Regions from separate parts of the Mus musculus genome. Here region 2 is linked to region 1. Evidence: chromatin contacts called from public HiCAR-type data. All regions are on one chromosome and are shown on one strand. Each heading gives the region's core, a stretch centred on a gene start, on an enhancer-like site or on the middle of the called end of the contact. The rest is flanking DNA. Distances are from core to core; before and after follow the strand shown.

Region 1 (6,010 bases), core at 2,474-4,973:
CATGCATAAGAATAGATTCTCTAAGTTGCAAAGAGGCTAAAAATCGAGTATGTTTAAATTCCTTATCTGTTTCTCTATCTGGTGCCACCTTCTACAAACTTTTGATAGATCTGCTCAATTCACCCAAAATCCATAAAGTGATATTTGCCTGTGCTTTTCAATAAATAAACATTTCTAACACTGACTTTCCACCTTATGTTTTTATTATTCTTCTCAACCCATATACATTAATAAAACACAGGAGGTATTAAGAAAATGTTAACTTTCCAAATAGATTAGGTTGAACTTTTTTTTCCTTTTAAACAAGGTCTCCGCTGTAGCCATGCTGGCCTCTAACTCTTGGCAATCCTCCTGTCTCAGTCTCCTTACAGCTGGACTTATAGGTGTAAGACACTATATCCAACGAATAACTGCTAGTTATTAGGCAAACATGAGAAGAACAAGGAGGGTTACCAGAGTATTCTCTAGGGAAAAACAGGTTTTCTGTTTATGCCACATCTGCATAAGTAAATTAACAACAGGAAAAATTAGAGAAGGAATAACAGAACCAACAGAAGACTCTCTAGCCAGGATTGACACTGGCTTCCTGCTCTACCCGTCAGAAATCATAACAGGAAGGGCCCGAGGTGGTGGCATACACCTGTAATCCCAACACTAGGAAATGGAGTAGAAGGATCTATCTTAAACCCCCTTGGCAAAATAGAGATGGAGGAGCTGTTGGGCTGGGTTACCTAAGACCTGGTGAAAGAAAAAGGAAGGGAGAGAGAGAGAGGAAGGAAAGGGAAATGATGCCAGTGTATGTGTCCTTCAGATGACTCAGACTCCTTAAACTATTTGCACGAAGCACTTCCCTCCTAGCCTTCACACCTGGATTTCCTTGGGACAAGCCAATTTGACAATATAAATACATGAATTTTGCCTTTCCTGCATAGCTGTACTGCTCATACCGTGCTTCCAGAGACATTACATTAGTAACTCATTCACGTCACTATAAATGACATTTTCCCTATTTTGCAAGTGAGCAAAAAGAAACCGTGGGTTACTTGAGGTCATGAAGATTAAGTGTTGAATGTCAGGGCCAAGACACTAAGGGTTTCTTCTGCTGCTCTGCCTGTGATATGTATTAGTGGTCGGGGATGATCAAGGATGATTGATCAAGGATGACATACTATCTCTATCAGCTTTTCCATTTTCCTCATTTTTTCTTCTCCATTTTCCTTTCTAATTCCCTTCAGCTTCCATTCCTTTAGGCTGTTATGAAGGACACTAGATTTCATGCCAGAATGAAATTCTAGTCTTGGATGTGACATTGGAGGGTGGCTGGTCTCAAATATGTAGATTATTTGTTCTCTCTGGGACTCAGTTGTCCTAGTGTTTCTTTTAACAACTTTGGACAATATAAAAACATAGTACCTATTATTCAGTTTTACATTTATACAGAATTTTTGGACCGAAGCTGTGGCTTGAAGGGATGGGAAAGGGGAAAGAAAAACAGAATAATTCTTTCCGCTGCTTTCCTTTTAAGACAAAGTCTTATATAGCCCAGTCTGGTATCACTTCCCTATATAGCTGAGGATGACCTTGAATTCCTGAGCATTCTGCCTCTACCTAGAATCTCAGGCATGCAAGTCTGACCAGATAAAAGGGAGACAATAAATCTGTGAGAGTTTAGGGTGAATATTTAGGGTAGGGAATTAAGATAGGCTGAGCTAGACTTCTCCATTTAGGACATCTTTCTGGGTTGCTGTTGTTGTTTGTTTGTTTTAGAGGACATTTGAGGTAGGAGTGGCTTGGGAACATTAAAATAATATTGTGGCTCTTCACATTTGTTCTGGTGACAGCAGTGAAGCTCTAAGATACACAATGTTATAAGAAGCACAGTAAAAATGAATTTAAGGCTCTTTCATGATCCTCTACTTTCATTTCATTGGGAACAACGGAATTCTGATCCCTACTGTGCTGTTAAACAAATAATCTGCTGTCCCGTTGGAATCTGAGCCGCAACTGTGCTAAAGTTCAGATGTGGTTAGGATTTTTTTTTTTTAATGCTTCAACATAGTAAGGTCTGTGGCTCTGTTCTTACTGACTTCTAGAACTATGAGAATCCTTTTCCATATAATCTACTCAATTAATGCCTATCACAAATTTGACAGAGAAGTTGGCCTAGTGTCTTAATATTTGTCTATCCTGTCTGGCTGCTTCTTAGTCTATTCCAGGAAATTAAAAAAAAAATACTGACTTATTTGAAAGCTTGTCAATTGTCAGCAAGTGGAGCATTTCTCTAAGCAGTCCTCATCAGGAACACCAGGACAGGAAATTGTGCTTTCATAGCAAGCATGGGAAAACTACATAAACATACACAAAGTATATAAATAAATATGTATGAGTGAGGTGCTATAGAGCAAAGGGAATTCATGACAACTGTGGGGTGCTACAAAATAGTATGAGATTTGGGAAATGGATGGAAAGACATTGGGAATAGTATCAATTCTAAAGATGATAGAAAGCATGGTAGCTTACAAAACCAATATCTGAGCTTGCTTGATTTCTTTCTTTCTTTCTTTCTTTCTTTCTTTCTTTCTTTCTTCCTTCCTTCCTTCCTTTCTTTCTCTCTTTCTCTCTTTTCTTTCTTTCTTTCTTTCTTTCTTTCTTTCTTTCTTTCTTTCTTTCTTTCTTTCTTTCGTTTTTTGGTGGTGGTAAGGTAGCCAAGGTGGTAAGGTAGCCAAGGATGGCCTTGAACTCCTTTTTGATCCTTCTCCATAGTGGGTTATAGACTTGCATTAAATCACCTAGCTCAGTTAATTTTTTTATCCAATCAAGGTGTTATAAAAAATGGTATCCCATAGAATGAAATACATAGAATGCATGGCATAGATAAAAAATGCTTTTAGAAAATATTTAAAAATGTACACGTGTATACAGCATATAATTATTACACAAAAAATTTGCAAGTGCAATGAGCAGCCCACAAACACCAGCCCCAGGCTGTTTTGAAAACTATTTCTCACTGCGGGTCCAGTCCAAAGTTTGAAAGCCTTTTAGAACGCACGCCTCCAAAGGATCTAGGCAAGGTAAATTCAAGGTCAAATGAGAATCCCAATTCGCTCCCAACCTAGTCCACAGTGGTTAATAAAGCGAGCGGAAATGGCGCATAGGGGAGGGCATACTCAGTGAAGCCAAGCGAAAAAAGCAAGGGCGCTTCAGGACTGGGAGGTGCCGGGTATTTCCTTCATGGTTGGTCAACCTGAGGTTCTTGGAGACAATGGTTTGACACGTTTTCCTTACATGATAAGCCGAAATAACTTCCGCATTCTTTCTCCCTGGCCTACAAATGTGAGGGGTTCGCTTAGATCCCTTCGTCAGCTGGTCGCACCCCGAATTGATGCCAGTAGAAGAGCTTATTGTTATTAACAGCGGCTCAGCAGGCGGGGCGTGGGAAGAGCGGGGACGAAAGGACTGGATCGTCCACCAGGCGACTCAGGTCGCACTCTGCACAGCCTACCAGAGAGGGAAGAGGCAGCTCTGCACTTCGGGTTGCTCCAGCAGGCTTAAGTCTCGGGGTTCGGTGCAAGCCTCAGGGCCGGGTACAGGGAGTGTTCTGTGAGGCCCCGCCCTCCACTAAGCCCGAGTTTGGCTAAAGGCAGACGCTCCGCCCGTCCCCGACCACGTGACCCACCGCGCGGACCAGAGCCCCCGCCGTGCGTTGACCCCGCCCCCGTGACGTCTCACAACCCTCAGACTGGCCTGCTCCTGGGTCTCTTTCTGTAGTCGCTCATTGGCCCGCCCGGAAGACAGCGCCCCCCCATTTGCCACGCCTCCCAAGGCCTAGGAGAATGCAGGTCGGGGCGGGGCCTGAGCTGGAGGGGCGGGGCGACGCGGCCGGGCGGGAGTAAAGGGGCTGCCTAGGAGCCGCGCGAGCCTTCAGCAGAAGCGCGCTGCTTTGCCCTCCGCTGTCCCTGCTCCGCCCTCCGCAGCCCTCCACAGTCACCCCGGAGACCAGCCGTGTTAAGCTCTCTGCTCTGAAGCTGACTGACTTCCATGGCAGCCGCGAAGAAAGCAGTTCTGGGGCCATTGGTGGGAGCAGTGGACCAGGGTACCAGCTCGACACGTTTTTTGGTGAGCCCTGGGGTGACATCTTCTCAGCCCACTGAACTGGGACACTAGCCGGAGGACGAAAAGGCGGGGTGTTGCGTCCTCAGTCCGCGCGCCTCTTGTTCTCCTGGGCCCTAGCTGCTGGGGCGAGGAAAGGAGGCCAAAAGGGGGACCTACCATGCTGGGATTGTCCTGTTCTGGGGGTGGATCTTGGCCTCCTAGGATACCCCCGCAGCAGAGTTGAGCATTCTCAGCCTTGGTGGTGGAGCCAGGTCGCATACCAATAGGGAGATTCCCCAAAGAGAGTGAGTACTCTTGGAGCATCCAAGCAGAGCAACCCCGATGCAGTAAAGGACAGGTGGTCACATTGACACTGCTGCGATCTTCCCTATGAGTGTTTGGCCTGCTGGGCACAGGATGTCCTTGGATGGAGGGAAAGCTGTGTCACGGCTGTGGTCACCCAACATAGCGTCCGTTCAAGCGGTAGAACGAATAAAGTATTAGCATGCTGATGCTTTGTCATCCTCTGCCACAGAAGCTGCAGAGGCTAGACTACTGAGGGGGTGGTGGAACATATTGGAAACGGATTGCAATTCTCAGTAATCTTTATTTCATTTCAAGAGCTTAATCAGTTCAGTTCTGACACTTTGACCATTATCATCAGATATTGTCCACTCCACTCTACTGTTTAATGTGACAGGGCAATTCTAGTTAGTATGCACGATGAGAATTACCATAACGAGGTGCTGTTTAAATGTCTCTTGGCTGCTTCGTTTTGCAGTGAAGTTTAGCTCTTCTTCTTTTCGTTTTTTTTTTTTTTTTTTTTTTGAGACGGGGATCTGCCTATTTACTCCAGAGAAGCCTGAACTCCTGATCCTCCTGCCTCAGCCAGGCAAGTGCTTCCCAGGCATGAGCCACTGCTTGCTCACAGCTAGGAAACTTGCTCTTGAAGTGAGCTAGCATTCAGTTCAGTGAGATCATTTGAAAGTAATTTAAGTGAATAGAAAGCTGCTAAAAGCCCATGCTTCACTGAGCATTTGACTAACCTGGAAAGTTGATGTAAATACTTAGTGATTAATTACCTCCCTCTTTATTTCTTTATCAACCATGAATTTTCTTCAATGATTTATTTACCTGTACCCTTAGGGGTTGATATCCTTGCCGGTAGCATGGGAGGCAGGCAGTCTATCACTAAACTATACCCCCAACTCTTCCTGTATTATTTGGTAAATGTGCACACATACACCTGTGCACATGAGCACGCACAGCTGTGTGTGTTCTTCGACTAGCACTTGGCTAAACAGTGCATTGTGTTGTGATCAGAAGGTTTTTTCTTTCTTTTTCTTTTTCTTTTTTTTTTTTTTTTTTTTTTTTGTAATTGAGAAACTTTCAGTCCACTTTCAATTTAAATATTCCTTAGTGACAACCCTGGTTTGAGTTTCTCAATCATTGTTTCACATCTGCATTTTACACTTTTTAATAGCAAAAGGTAGGATTCATTTTGTCTTACATTCATATAAAAGTTTATAAAGTAATCCTGGATCATAAATAACTCTGCTTGGCTGGATTTGTTTAATATATCTGTAACAATAATATAGCTACACAATTATTATCATTTTTCTGAGCCTATTAAACATTAATAAGTGGGATTACTTTAATGTATTTATTTTATGTGAGTGGGAATTTTGTCTACACATGTGTCTATAAGCCATGTGTGTGCCTACTTCCTGAGGAGGCCAGAAGAGGGTGTCCAATCTCCTGGAATTTGAATTATAGACAGTTGTGAGCTACCCTGTGAATGTTGGCAACCAAATGAAGGTCTTTTGGAGGAGCACCTAGTGCTTTCAGATGCTAAGCCATCCCTCCATGAGCTGAATATTTTAACACAGTATCTTGCTACATAGCTCAGGCTGTTCAT
Region 2 (6,010 bases), core at 2,379-4,878, 2.3 Mb before region 1:
AAACATCTGCAAACTGTGTCTTTATACACATAAAATACCTACATACAAAATTGAAGTGAATTATAACTTAATTTATAAATTAGTGTAATTAATTAAACGTGAACTGAATGAAATACCCACTCTCAACACATTTCAAGCTTTGAGGAGCTCCTCTGACTATGTAGAGTAACTTTATATAATACACACCTAAAAGGGGGCTAAATAAAACTTTCCACTATATCATTGTGGCATGATGCAAAGAGCAGGGAGTTACAATTCAGATACCAATAGGTAGAATAAATAAGGGTTTGCATCCTTTTCCACTGCTCACTATTTTCCACCATAAACAATGAGTTTGGCATTTTCTCACTCAGTGCCACTAAAACAATAAGTGTGATATCTTAAACCTTAGTGATAATTTATTAATATCAAGAAGTAACTCACTCAGTTTATTTTTTGAGCTGTGAGCGTAGATTTTCTGTAGTCTCCTCAATCACAATGCTATTTTATCTAAACTCTTCTTTCATAATCCTAGCAATGCTAAACTTTGTTTCATTAATGTTATAAAGTATCTTAATGCTCCCTTTCCTTATTTTCAGAAAATAAACCACCAGATTTCCTTCCACTGAGAAAATCTAGAAGCATGGATTAATCTGCAGCCAGTTTTTACTACAAACCCCATAATGCTTTGCATGATGGCCTACAATTCCCATACTGCAGCACCAAACTTACTGTTAACTATCCTGTTACTGGCAAAAAGAACATTTGAGAACTATGTAATACACAGGTGCTCTACTCACATAGTGATTTACTTTTTTCTGTATTTTGAGAGTTCCATTGGTAAAATAAAATAAAAACCTTTATGGGTATGCATACTATTACTCCATTCTGAATATATCATCACATACTCGCAATGTATGAAGGCATATACTTTCATGTCAAAATAAGTTTTAAAGGGAATATCTTACTATGTTACACTATGTTAGCCTTGAAATCAGTGTGTAGCTCAAGCTGCTTTGCAATTTGTATCCTCTTGGTCTGCCTCCTGAGTGCTCAAAGTTTAAACATGTTCTATCACACCTGATTTAAAGTCCTCTTTTTAACATCCATCATGGGTACAGAGTTTGTCTCACCCACAACGCAGAGAGAGGTCAGCCTTTTCCAGATATTAAAATAAAATCAAAATATATTGTTTAATGCTTCAAACATCTGCAAATAAGAATTCAGTGAAGTAATTAAATGTCTTAATTAGATGCACCTTGCAGCTGCTGGTAGTCTTAATTGGCAATAATGCAGCTACATTTTGTTCTGACACATATCTTCAGAAGAGTTAGAGAGAGAGAGCTGAAGGGAGGCAAGAGGAAAATGTTCCCACACAGTTCAAGACAGTTCGCACAAAGAGGATCCCATGGCAACAAACAGTGAGGCCCACAGTTGGCTCAGTAAGATCCAGGAATAGACAATGCTTCACCTCGGATTCAAACAAATATTTCCCTGTCTTGATTTGAAGAGAAAGCTTTTAAACTCATCTCTTTCAATAGGATTGAAATGGTCCAACATTCACCTGTGTCTTTAAAGCACTTATTCAAGCTTCCTGATTGCTTTCTGTAGCCTATGTCAAGGTAAGATTTCATGCTGTGCTCTCTGTGGGTAACAAACTGACTTGTAGAAACATTGCAAATGCAGGACGGGAATGATCTCTCATGTTGACCTCAACCACACCTTGGCCACAGGTCCTTTTACAAACAAAGAAATTGAGGTCATGAAAGATTAGTGATTCCTATGAAAAAAATTATGACAAGGTAGAAATAGAATTTATCTCAGATATGAGCCTATGGTCTAAGACTTGTACTTCTAAACTTTGCTTGAAGCAACTAAGTGTGTTAATTGTACCTCCTTCAGTACTTTGGGCGTCCTTAAGTGGGTCAGCAAAAGGACTGTGCAACAAGACATAGTAAAATGGATCATTCACTAGAAGGAAATGGTAACATTCTCTCTTCAGATTTTGCCTTTAGATTTTTTTCCATTGCAGCATGTGGGGAGGAAGAGAGCTGCCTGCACAAGAGAGGTTAACCTGGGTTAAAGCCCTTCCGAAATACTGGGTAAGTCTTGAAAATGCCCTAGCAGTTTAGCACATCTTCCCTTGCCTTGCCTTGTAATTTCAGTTGTTTAATGGACATTCCATCAAAATATAGATTTTCCTCCCCGTTCTGTTTCCCAACTCTTGGTCATCTCACTTATGCTCTGACTCAGTCTAGCTTTCAATTAATTACCCATTTCATCTAATTTTTCAAGTATTTAATCTCCCTCCAATTTGTGCTTTATTCTGTAAATTACATGAAGACCTAGTTTTCAAGGTATAGGGTTGTCTTGCCTGCTCACTTTTCTACCTTTGGTGTATCCTGTGAAGTCTACCAGTTAAAAAGCTTGAGGAAAACCTTGTTGAGCAAGTTAAGATTTTCAGACTTGTCATTGCAGGGGGTGGAAAAAGCTGAAGTTTGGGGAGAAGGAGGAAGGGTGACAGAAAGGCATTTATCAATTCTCTTTTCCACTTTACTCCATTGTCAGTACCTAAGGCTGTGGCTGCAGTGTAAATATGCGCACTTCTCCAGGGGCTTGCTACTTTAAGTGCAGTATGCAGTCTGACAGCATTATTATAGTGCACGGACCAGCTTATTAGAGACTCAGGCTCTCAGGCCTCACACTGCATCTCCAGAATGAAAGTGCATGCATTAAAGTATTGGAATAGCAGAATTAAGAGTTTCGTAACATCTCAAGGTAAAAAGGCAAGGCACATTAAAGTAAGTAACTCCTCATCTATCTACAAGTATCTCTCTACTTTTGTCCCTCATCCCTCAACACAAATCCGTTTCAAAAAACTGCAGCGAACTCTCAAGATGTACAGAAATCTTTACTGCTGAGGAAGAGAATCCTCTTTCAGTCCTGTCCTGTCAGTTTCTCTTCCCACTCCCCCTACTCCCGTCCCCACCCCCTCTCCTCAAGGGAAACCCACCACAAGCATTCTTTTCCCAAACTCCTTTCTCTCTGGGAAGATTTTGCTCTTCCCCAAACGGAGGGAGCTCATGCTGGGAGGTAACTGCTGGAAGGATTTCCAGTTTACATACCAATACAGAGAGAAGCACTTTGCAAAAACTGTCCTTCAGGAAAGATTAGCACCTTGCCACCTGAGACTCTGAGCTCAGTTTTTATGCCATCACCACCCCCCTTTTTTAATTGAGAGAGAGAGAGAAAGAGAGAGAGAGAGAGAGAGAGAGAGAGATCGCTAGAGCTATAATAAATCTTCAAAAAGAAAAGACGAAAGGAGGTTATTATGAGTGTGTCAGATCAGGCATCGCTCCTGTATACCTTTCAGCTGCCTAGAAAAATGCAATCACAATTCTACGTGGCTAATGCAAGCCTGGGTAAATGTCCAATTGGCTGGGCCACTTTTGCCTGGAAGGACGAATTCCCATTATTCCTTCCAGGGTCCTTGCTGAAAGATTCCCAGGCTACCGTCCTTCCTCTTCGGGTCTTCTGAAAACTAAAACTCGCAAAGCGGTGGCTGTCTGTGGATTGGCTAGTACTAAAATATCCATTGGGTGGCAGTAATACTATCCTCTTTATGACTTGCTGCAAACCAGAGAATGCATTCAATCAAATGAACCGATCTTGTAGAAACACTGGAATCATTTATGCATTGCAGTTTCTCTTTCTTGTTTTCGCTCCTTCTTCCTTGGGATATTTTGAGTGGATTCTGGCTATTAATCAAGATCTCGTGCTGTTCGTGGCTTGCTTGTCGTTTTCGCTCAGGATTAGCATCATTCAAGATAAACGCAAAGCTGCTTCCCCCCACCCACTCTCTTTTGAAAAATCATTTTTGGGGTCTGCTGAAGAGAGCTAGGACCCAGGAGACACCTTCCCAAACAGCAGGGGTTGTGTGCTTTCACATAGCAGTACTGTACAAGGAAAACCCCGTCGGATCTGTTATTGCGGGATACTTGTGAAATACACATAGGATTCTTTCTTATGGCTGCATCCCGGATCTGGAAATTTTACTTGGGGACCAGGAAGATTTGAAAGGCTACATGTATCCAGAAGATTTGCAAGCAAGACTCCGATTCTTGTCGTAGAGCTCACAGACTTATTCACTTATCGTCCGATTTCCTTCCTTCTTTAAAAAATAACCAAAACAAAACAAAACACATTTAAAAAATTTCTCCCTCTTTTTCTGATCTCTCCTTCTTCAGTCTCTCCCTCTCTCTCTCTCTTTTTATTCTGCCTCTTCTTTTTTTTTTCTTCCTAGTCCTTTTTTTTCCCCTTTCCTGCTCTGCACCTGGATTGTATCGTCACTAAACAATCGGGCACTTTGAGAACTAACTGGCGACAGTCTTGTAGGGAAGATCTGTATGGAATTATCTGCTTTTATGGTGAACTTGGCATTTGTGAATGGGTACCTTGTTCACAATATTAATTGCTAGCAAAAACAAGAAAAAGAACACAGGAGTAAAACGTGGATTTTTCTGAATACGCATTGTGATGACCAGCAATTACCTTACCGGCTGATATCCAGAGGAGAATAATTTGGAAGACAGTTGTGGGTAAGGTCATTTTTATATGTAGACCCATCAGTGGCATGAGCAAACTTGGGCGTCTGTAATGAGAATGGGTGACTTGGATGATTGCTGCATCGCATTGATGGCTGTGATGTGGCCGTTATTGGCACAGAATGGAATAACTGCAGTTGTGTGTGTGTGTGTGTGTGTGTGTGTGTGTGTGTGTGCATTCCGAGTATAACTGGAAATAAATCAAAGAAGCACTCGCTCCCCAATTATTTTTGTGTGGAAGAGAGTCTTGGATTTAATTCTGGATAGACACTCTTTGTTTGGATGCAATATTTGTGGTTCCTGTGTTCTGGAGGGACAGCAGCGGTAAAAGGAGCACTTACTGAAGAGCCCTTTTCAAATGAAATGAGCTACTCTTTATTCTTTAAAAGAAATGTTTTCAACTCAGTGCAGCATTCTGCTGCATTTCCCAGCCGCAATGGGACCAGGGATATCCCACTTGTCAAGTTCCTAAACTTTAAGGTGATAATCATTGTTAATTGTTCTTCAGGTTGTGGTTATTGGGGATTATTAAGTGTCGTGGTCTACTTTTCTATCTATTCTGGTAGATTATCATTCAGAGTGAAAAAAGAAGGGACTGAAATTGATGAGTAAAATAGAGAATAATAGAGCAATATTATCTTAAATATCACCATCGTGCATTCTTTCCTAAGTTTGATTGTCCAATAATATAATTATTACCCAATACCCCAAATAGCTGAAGCTAGGACCCACGTGCAGGGAAGTCAAAGGTCTGGAAGTGGAGATGATCCTTTTATTGCAATGCAGCTAGCTTGGGAAATGCAGTCAATTACACACCTCTCTTAACCTTAAGTTGAAGATGTGTTCTATCTGTTATTTTACCCTTTAGCTAAAAAGTTAGAAACTACAGCACTCAAAATTCTTAAGCATATTCTGCCGGGGAAATGGGATAAAAAATCGATATTGATGACGTGGTTCGGTGCACTGTACTGCAATGCTTAAGTCCCATATTCAGTACCTATGATGAGAGAATGGAGCATTTGCATGTGTTATAAATCTCACCTGGTAGATTGATCTGAAGGGGAGGGGAGAAGATATGTGGATATGTAGGAAGATGGATGGAAGTCGTGCATAATCGGTGATTATGTAACTTCATTACATCAGTGAGCTTCAGTCAACGATAGTGAGATGGAATGATTGTATAGAGAGAGCCTCCATCACCCTGCTAACTTTTGAAGCCTTGTAACAGTTAACAGAGGAGGAGGGCAGAAAGAGATTAGCTCCGAGGGTCCTGTAAACCTTGATCTCTGCGGTGAATTTAACATGAGTTTTCTCACAGTGAGTTTCACAGGGCTAGCAGATCATGTAAGCTTTAGGGCTGGACAGGAGCAATTTTAGCCACACCCGTGGAGAGTCAAAATGTGTCTGCAATGTTTCACAAGTGCCCC

The links. HiCAR-type assays count read pairs that join an accessible place to other places.
Region 2: a contact with region 1 is called in a HiCAR-type map of astrocytes, with 4 times the contacts expected there. The contact joins the promoter of Il1rapl1 here to the promoter of Gk in region 1. A contact is called at or near these places in 1 of 39 promoter capture datasets (hippocampal neurons) and 1 of 115 datasets of contacts at active chromatin or transcription factors (astrocytes).

Annotation. Positions count from the first base shown.
Region 1 is chrX:85,774,532-85,780,541 of GRCm38.p6, reverse strand. Gk (glycerol kinase) reads left to right here and starts at 3,723. Exons shown (of 21, transcript NM_001294140.1): 1 at 3,723-4,116. The coding sequence starts at 4,039. It also overlaps the pseudogene Gm14766 and a transcript of 5430427O19Rik not described here.
Region 2 is chrX:88,113,566-88,119,575 of GRCm38.p6, reverse strand. It overlaps Il1rapl1 (interleukin 1 receptor accessory protein-like 1), which reads left to right and starts at 3,628. Exons shown (of 11, transcript NM_001160403.2): 1 at 3,628-4,577.